Linked DNA regions of Triticum aestivum: all the other regions are linked to region 1. A link is a contact called in public Hi-C data. All regions are on one chromosome and are shown on one strand. Each heading gives the region's core, a stretch centred on a gene start, on an enhancer-like site or on the middle of the called end of the contact. The rest is flanking DNA. Distances are from core to core; before and after follow the strand shown. Region 1 holds the start of LOC123041764 (60S ribosomal protein L11). Region 2 holds the start of LOC101669862 (shaggy-related protein kinase GSK2). Region 3 holds the start of LOC123041784 (diacylglycerol O-acyltransferase 1-1).

Evidence for each region. A called contact is a pair of places that touch in the nucleus more often than the background predicts.
Region 2: a contact with region 1 is called in a Hi-C map of leaf, with 4 times the contacts expected there. The contact joins the promoter of LOC101669862 here to the promoter of LOC123041764 in region 1. A contact is called at or near these places in 2 of 5 Hi-C or Micro-C datasets (both in leaf).
Region 3: a Hi-C map of leaf shows a contact between it and region 1, with 3 times the contacts expected there. The contact joins the promoter of LOC123041784 here to the promoter of LOC123041764 in region 1. A contact is called at or near these places in 2 of 5 Hi-C or Micro-C datasets (both in leaf).

Annotation. Positions count from the first base shown.
Region 1 is chr1A:150,682,342-150,685,098 of IWGSC CS RefSeq v2.1, reverse strand. LOC123041764 (60S ribosomal protein L11) reads left to right here and starts at 1,405. Exons shown (of 5, transcript XM_044464328.1): 1 at 1,405-1,604; 2 at 1,688-1,795; 3 at 2,153-2,195; 4 at 2,300-2,495. The coding sequence starts at 1,602.
Region 2 is chr1A:150,340,429-150,343,185 of IWGSC CS RefSeq v2.1, reverse strand. It overlaps LOC101669862 (shaggy-related protein kinase GSK2), which reads right to left and starts at 1,363. Exons shown (of 12, transcript XM_044464320.1): 1 at 1,021-1,363; 2 at 812-913; 3 at 293-352; 4 at 1-210. The coding sequence starts at 1,095. LOC123041731 (a long non-coding RNA gene) reads right to left here. Exons shown (of 5, transcript XR_006418628.1): 5 at 2,453-2,757.
Region 3 is chr1A:151,024,266-151,027,022 of IWGSC CS RefSeq v2.1, reverse strand. LOC123041784 (diacylglycerol O-acyltransferase 1-1) reads right to left here and starts at 1,488. Exons shown (of 15, transcript XM_044464347.1): 1 at 997-1,488; 2 at 322-402; 3 at 142-215; 4 at 1-53. The coding sequence starts at 1,341.

The sequences.
Region 1 (2,757 bases), core at 156-2,655:
TAGTGGAGATAATAAAATGCGGTCGTGATCAGTTTCCTAATAAAACGCGATCATGATTAGTTTCCTAATAAAACACGATCGTAATTAGTTTTCTAAGAAGACGCGATCATGATTATAGTTTCCTAATTGATCGAACGTGGAGTTTCATATGGTGAAGCACGGTCAGTCAATGTAAATTGTTAAGTGCACACAGAGAATGGATTAGGTTAAGACTAGCCGTTAAATTAAGTTTAGTGGGCTTAATCATGCGGTCATAATGAATCCGTGTACGTTTTATGGGATGCACGTAAGAAAGTTCTTGTTTGATTGTTTAATAGTAGTGGAGATAAAATGCGATCGTGATCAGTTTCCTAATAAAATGCGATCATGATTAGTTTCCTAATAAAACACGATCGTGATTAGTTTCCTAAGAAGATGTGATCGTGATTAGTTTCTTAAAAAGACGCGATCATGATTATAGTTTCCTAATTGATCAGACGTGGAGTTTCATATGGTGAAGCACAGTCAGTCAATGTAAATTGTTAAGTGCACACAAAGAATGAATTAGGTTAAGGCTAGCCACTAGATTAAGTTTAGTGGGCTTAATCATGCGGTTATAATGAATCCGTGTACGTTTTATGGGGTGCACGTAAGAAAGTTCTTGTTTAATTGTTTAATAGTAGTGGAGATAATAAAATGCGGTCTTGATCAGTTTTCTAATAAAACGCGATCATGATTAATTTCCTAATAAAACACAATCGTAATTAGTTTCCTAAGAAGATGTGATCGTGATTAGTTTTCTAAGAAGACGCGATCATGATTATAGTTTCCTAATTAATAGGACGTGAAGTTTCATATGGTGAAGCATGGTCAGTCAATGTAAGTCAATGTAAATTGTTAAGTGTACACAAAAAATGGATTAGGTTAAGGCTAACCGTTAGATTAAGTTTAATGGGCTTAATCATGCTGTCATAATGAATCTGTGTACGTTTTATGAGGTGCACGTAAAAAAGTTCTTGTTTGATTATTTAATAGTAGTGGAGATAATAAAACACGATCGTAATTAGTTACTAAGAAGATGTGACCGTGATTAGTTTTTTAAGAAGACCCGATCATGATTATAGTTTCCTAATTGATCGGACGTGGAGTTTCATATGGTGAAGCACGGTCAGTCAATGTAAATTGTTAAGTGCACACAGAGAATGGATTAGGTTAAGGCTAACTGTTAGATTAAGTTTAGTGGGCTTAATCATGCGGTCATAATAAATCCGTGTATGTTTTATGAGATGCACGTAAGAAAGTTTTTATTTGATTGTTTAATAGTAGTGGAGATTATGAGTATGATGGCCGGGAGTCCGGTCCAGGTAGCCATCCGGCTGGGCCGGAGAACGTCAACAGCCCAGCTAGAGCCGACCTGAATATCCTAGCCGTCCATCCGTTGATCGGACCGCTCCAAGTCCCCCACGCCATTTTGCCAAATCGTCGCCCGGCAAACCTCCAGCAACCCCTATATAAGGCCGGGAGATTTCTAGGGTTTCCGCCGCCGCAGCCACACCCAGAACCAGCTAAACCCTACCATCTTCGGATTCCTCTCCACCGGCGGCCTCCCCCGTCAGATCACCATGGTGAGGTCTCGTACTCCTACCGCGATGCTAACGCTCGGCATTTCTTGCGTGTCCCGATGTTCTTACGCGCTTGTCTCTCGCAGTCGACGGAGAAGAAGCAGTTGAACCCGATGCGGGAGATCAAGGTGCAGAAGCTTGTCCTCAACATCTCCGTCGGGGAGAGCGGCGATCGCCTCACTCGCGCTGCCAAGGTACCATAGATCCGCGACCCATCCATCCCAACTCGGTGTCCTCGACAAAAAAAGAAATAAATTAAAATCCATCTGTGTATCTGATATTGTTTCAGTGCGTGTGGTTATAGATCTGCAATTGCGCAATCCGCTCGAAATGAAACTTGTCCCGTAGTGCTCTACGTTGTTCGTCTTATGTGTGCTTGCGCACTTAGTTTTATTAATACTCCCTCTGTTCACTTTTATAAGACCTTGAAGACATTTCAGACAATGTGCAAAACAACATATTTTGAGTTGTCTGAAACGACTTACAAAAGTGAACGGAGGGAGTAATAAATTTTGAGACGTGAGGTTAATTTATTCGAATTTACTCATCAGGTGTTGGAGCAGCTGAGCGGGCAGTCGCCAGTTTTCTCCAAGGGTAAGATATTGTCAACAAGCTAAAGTTTGCTCCATGTTTCTTGATTGATTTCAACATCTAGTGGTGCTTACGGACTTGCGGTCATCGCTCTTTTATCTTGGCAGCGAGGTACACTGTCAGGTCTTTTGGCATTCGTCGTAATGAGAAGATTGCCTGCTATGTGACGATCAGGGGTGAGAAGGCAATGCAGCTTCTCGAGAGTGGGCTGAAGGTGAAGGAGTACGAGCTCCTGAGGAGGAACTTCAGTGACACTGGTTGCTTTGGGTTTGGTATTCAGGAGCACATTGATCTTGGCATGAAGTAAGATAACCTTTCCTGTACTCTGTTCTGCTTGCATTTTATATATCCGAATTTTATATTTATTTAGGACTGTAAATTTGGTTCACTTGATAACTTGATTGTAAGATTGGGTTGCAAAATAAAGTTTCTTTTGTGACATACACACAGTACTGTAGGTAGATGCTAGTTCTTTCTGCTATTAGAAATCATTGTGGAGTTATCACAGCAGAATCCTGACGTGCATGTTGTCATAATCTTTAACGTTAAATGGTGGAACTTCTAT
Region 2 (2,757 bases), core at 114-2,613, 340 kb after region 1:
AAGCACGCGGTAGAGTGTCTCCGGGACATACTCCATGACAAGGTTCAGAAACAGCTCATCTCTACTTGTGGTTGAGAAGAAGCAGTGCTTGAGGGAGACAACATTGGAATGGATCATCGAACGCATAAGCTGCAGCTCACGATTCTTGTACCGTCGGTCCTGCAGTACCTTCTTAATGGCCACTGTCTCCCCGGTCTCCAGGCATTTAGCCTACACATGCAACATTTCCCTAAACATCAGGCTGGTAGTCAACAACACAAACAAGGAAACAAACAATGGCTAGAGCAATCACCTGAAAGACGATGCCAAACGAACCAGTGCCCACAACGCGCTCCGCCATGTAGCTAATCGTCTGAAAAACAAAGCAGGACATTACCAACTGGGCGCCAAAGAGGTATCAGCTGTTGCTCATAGTAACAGATTTGAGCACTAGTGTTGGCCAAAATCTAACTGAAGCCGTCCAAATTTGTCCCGAAAACCCACAGTATGGAACACCACACAGGCATATTTGGAACAGATCTCTTGAGCAAACCATAGTTACATGAGGATCAAACAAATGAGCACTACAAAAATAGGCTGACAAGCTACATCGTCCTTGATAATTGATAAATTCAGCCGCTTTGAAACATTTTTTTCGTATTTGGTAAACGAAGAAAAATCTAACCAAGAATCCACACAGCTATATTTCAATGAGTTGTCATAGCTAAAGAGAATAGCTGCAGGAGAGCAGACACATCTCACCAAGGCAAGAACTGGCCGTGCAAACTCAGGCCAAGAGACACAAGCGAAACATAAGAGACGCTGAGCTCACCTGCTTGGGCTCGCCGTTCTTGCCGCCGATGGTGGTGGAGATGATGTGACCGGTCATGGCGTCGTTCCCCTCCGCATACGGCGCCTCGCCATCCTGCTGCTTCTGCTCAACAAGAGCGCCCAACGAAAACAACACGCTAAACATCAGCTCAACGGAACACCACGCCAAGAAACACACGGCCAACACCATCCCAGCACAGATCCGGTTACCTTCTCGCAGGCGACTGCGGTGGGGGGCTGCTCGTCGAGCAGCATCGGCTCCGGCGCCGGCGCCGGATGCTCCATGTGGCTAGGGTGTGAATGGGGCGGACACGGTGGGCTCACACTTGCATCCACCTACGCCTGGTCCTCTTCTCTGGCTTGGCTTGGCTTGGCTTGGCTTGTACTGTGATGTGGGTGGTGGTGCCTTTGACCAGTGAAGGGAAAGTGGGGGTGGGGGTGACCAAGACGAACAAGATGGGGAGTGACGTTGATCTATAGAGAGAGCGGTTAGCTGACCCTGTGTAAACAGCTGGTGGATTAGTGGGGAGGTGGATTAGACTAGACGAGCCTCGGGAGTCAAATTGCTGGGAGTACCCCGGGCATCAGGTTGGGTTTTATATAGTCTGCCGCATTTATTGCCGAGTAATGGGATTCATTTTTTGGTCAAAAGGATAACAATGCCGCTAAAATATATTTACGGCATATTTTCAATTTCTGCCGGAAAATGAACTGATAATATACGAGGGTATTCGTCAGAGAAATTTGTGAAAATTGTACACTAATTGCTGTACAAATATACTAGGGTATTCGTGGGAGAAATTGATGGCGCATTCATGTCATATAGGAGAACCTTATTAGTGCTATATACTATGTCATTTTAATGCCCGGAAATACCTAATGAATCTTGGGTCCCATTGCAACCTGTTTGAAAAATAATAATTTATAAATAACAAAAAGAGTCAAAAATTCCTGAAAATTTTCGGAGACGAGAATCTTGTAGTGTTATACTTGTATAAAAAGTTTAGCGAAGAAGTGACTTCCGTGGACTCCTTGACATAAACAAAAGGTGTGAATATGTTTATATAGTGTCGATTTTGTTTTGTTTAACCTAAAATACCATAAAACTCATTCATTCGTGAAACTTGTCACACGGGTATAACACCGTATCATTCTTGTTTGCAAGAAGTTTCTGAAATTTTTGACTAATTTCGCAATACTTTTAAAAAGATCAAATTCAAGTGCATTGGCACCCGAGACCCAAAGATCCGCATCATTTTAATGCCTCCTTATTTTTGGATCAAATCGTAAATTTGGTACTGAAAATACAACATCTTTTACGCAACAATTATGTGTTTTCGTTCGAATAATAACCCTTTTAGCCAGTGCTAAAAATGTACTCAGTTTTTGTGAGTATATTTGTAGAAGTAAAATTATCCAAACATTTTTATATGTCAGTTAATGACCTATATATAGTATGCGGGATCGGATCAGCAATGCTTTGATAGTCGGTTTCTGTGTTCCATATTGAGTACTAGTAAATGTTTGCACGTCTAAATTAATATAAAATTAGTCAAACGTGGCAGTCATCGTACATTATATTAACTAATACAAATTTACTCAAACTTATAATAACGAGCACAAAAGATCGCATTGTTGCATGTCATGAAACAACAAAGTATTTTTTATTCAAATACCTCAAACATTGTAATTTACTCTATACAAATATAACTATCTTTTTCTACACATGATGCATTACGCACTGCAAGTACATAATGAAAGTGTGCATATTCAAACTATTCTTGCCTCAATAATGACAAACCCAGTGCTAAGCTTCCACACCTGGACCTCTCGAGACAAATGGGGAGTATTTCACCCACTCGAATACATTCACAAAAAAAGTATCAATTTCCTCGCTCAAAAAAAAACTAAATTTGTTCGCAAAAGGCATCCCTAAACACTTGGATA
Region 3 (2,757 bases), core at 239-2,738, 340 kb before region 1:
ACGCCAACTGCTCAACTGAAAATGCACCAAGGGGGAAGGCTGGTAGACTAAGGCTGGACCAGGAAAATCGTAAACACGATCAGTTCATTGAAGGCATTAAGCAAACACAACGGCATACACTATAGCAGAACTGAATATTACCAGCACATTAGAAGTGGCCAGTCCCGCAATGATGTAGAGTTGAACCAAAAGCCAGCTCGTATTAATAAGCCATACTGCAAACAGCATCAGGAGTAAAAGACTGATAAACAAATACGGTATGTCTATGATGAAGTGAGGGGATGGTTTATATTTACTAGATGAGAAAAGGCAGATAAAAACCTTCATTAAGTTCTCAATAATCAGCCTGCCGTTCACTGCAACGAGAACAACAATGCACAGATTGAAAAGGCCTGCATGACTCTGTTATAAATGACAAGAAAAAGTATCAGAGAACAATGACTCTGGCAGCTGGAAGATATGCCATCCATAAAACAGCTCTGACGGAAAAGCACAAGCAATAGAAAAAAAAAGGCCAAGGACAAATCATTAGCAAAAAGGATAGCTATGTCCGTTGCATTTCAGCGTGCGACCTGAGTTACCTAATAAAGCACTAACGTATCGTGCTTATCAACTATGGTCACATATCACACTGAAAAAGAAAGCACGTGAATTAAACCCACAACTACCAGTGACCATCTATCTGACCACATAAATCACGTGATTCCGCGACCAACCTTCCAATCATAGTGCACCCCCGCAAAAAAATAAAATCATACTACTGCACTGTACTAGATTTGTGCTTCTCGCACGCATCAAAAACATATCTTCTTTCAGATTTCGACCCAAAAGAGCAGCAACTTTTTATGACAAGGAAACGCCTGAATTATCGTTACATAACAGTCATAATGAAATTCAGACCCAAATAAACAATTGAGCAACCGACAGAGCTAAGCATTTAAACGAAGTTTCGTTAGGTCTGTTAACGAAATGGGGGCCAGAGCGGGAGGAGCCCACCTGCTTGAAGATGGCGTCGGAGCTCAGGGGACTCTCCTTCGCCTTCCGGTGGACTGGGGCAGCCGCGCGGAAGCTGAACGCGGTGAAGTCCCCGGGGCCGCCGGCGGACGAGGTGTCCCCGCTTGAGTCGCGGCGGCTGTGCGACGAGGAGGGCTCGGGGGGGCCGGACTCGTCCCCAGAGTCCGCCGCGAAGCTGGCACGCGCGGCCACCGCGGCACCGGAGCTCAGCCGGCGGCGAAGCGCGGCCACGAAGCCCTCGGGGGTGAAGCCGCCTCCACGCGGGCGCGGCGGGCGTCGCTGGACTGGCGGCGGGGCCTTGATCTCGGCGCCGTTCGAGTCCTCCATTCAAGGGGCTAGGTTTCTCTCTCTGACCCTCTCTCTCTATGGCCTCTCGATTTGGAGGAGGAGAGGAGACGTCGAGACGAGAGGAGAAGGCCTTCCCCGGTGGTGACGTACAGCAAGGCCGGCTTTCCGTCGATCGGTGGTATCACACCTCGGATCGGGAGGAGGCTGGCGTGGGACCCACGTGTCTGTTGGGTTTTTTATTTTCAGGGAACGTAGCAGTATTTTTTTTTTCAGGGAATGTGTCTGTTGTTGGGAGTCCGAGTGCCATGTGCGGCGGGAAAGGATTTCGGTCCGCTGAGAGCGAATCCAACGCACCGATCCGAATCCTCCACCCGGTACGTCTCCGTACGCGGACCAAAATCAAGACCCAACGCGGAGTGGCTAAATTCCGTGTTTTGACTTCTTTTTTAAAATCTATTCGAGATTTGATCTTAGTTTAAATTTTTTTAAGATCTGACCCTTTTGCTACCGTCAGGGACCATGGCGATAGGGTATAACAGCCTATTGCCAAGGGCTCTGGCGGTAGGGTTGCATGCCCTACCGCCAAAAATCTCCTAAGTATTGAACACAGCGTGTGCTCGTGCCTACCGTCAAGCACCTTGGCGGTAGGGTTGTGCAGGCTACCGCCAGCCAGGTTGGCAGTAGCGATGTTTCCTACCGCCAAAGTCCCTGTCGGTATGTTGTTAGACCCTATCGCCATGGACTCTGGCGGTAGCAAAAGGGTCAGATCTCGAAAAAAAATTAAACTAGGATCAAATCTTGAATAGGTTTCAGAAAAGGGTCAAAACACAAAAATTTGTCATGCGGAGTCCGTTTTCTGTCCGCTCAAAGTCATTTCGGTCACAAATTTAGGACTGATTTCAGTCCGAAGCATGTATAAAACGAACGTTTTCTGTGTTCTCTTCATCCGGCTGCGTCCCTGCACATCGAAGCTGGTCCATCTGTCATCCAAACAAAAGGACCAACTCACCCATCCGACCCCTTTCTCTCTCCTCCTCTCCTCTCTTTCTAGCCCACCTACGTCGGCACAAAGCATGCCGCGGTGCCGACGCAGCTGGGCATACCGCCGGTGCAGCAGTTTCCCATCCGCCACGAGCGCCTTGCCGGCCTCCACTGTCGCCACTGCTTCACCAGTGGCCGAGCTACCCGCCGCGTGTGCGTGCTAGTACTGCCGCCGCACGAGCGTGCAAGCTAGCTAGCCGCCGCTGGCCAAGCGCGTGTGCTTGTGTTTTGCTGGCCACCACGTGCGCGTGCTAGCTAGCGGCTGCTGCTTGAGCATGCGTGTGGTATGGCTGCCCGTCGCGCGCACGTGCTAGCTAGCTAGCAGACCAGGTCAATAGTGGTGCCAAATATGAGGCGCGCATAAGACCCATAATTTAGGGAGGGGGATTTTATATAGGCATAGTTTTCCCGGGG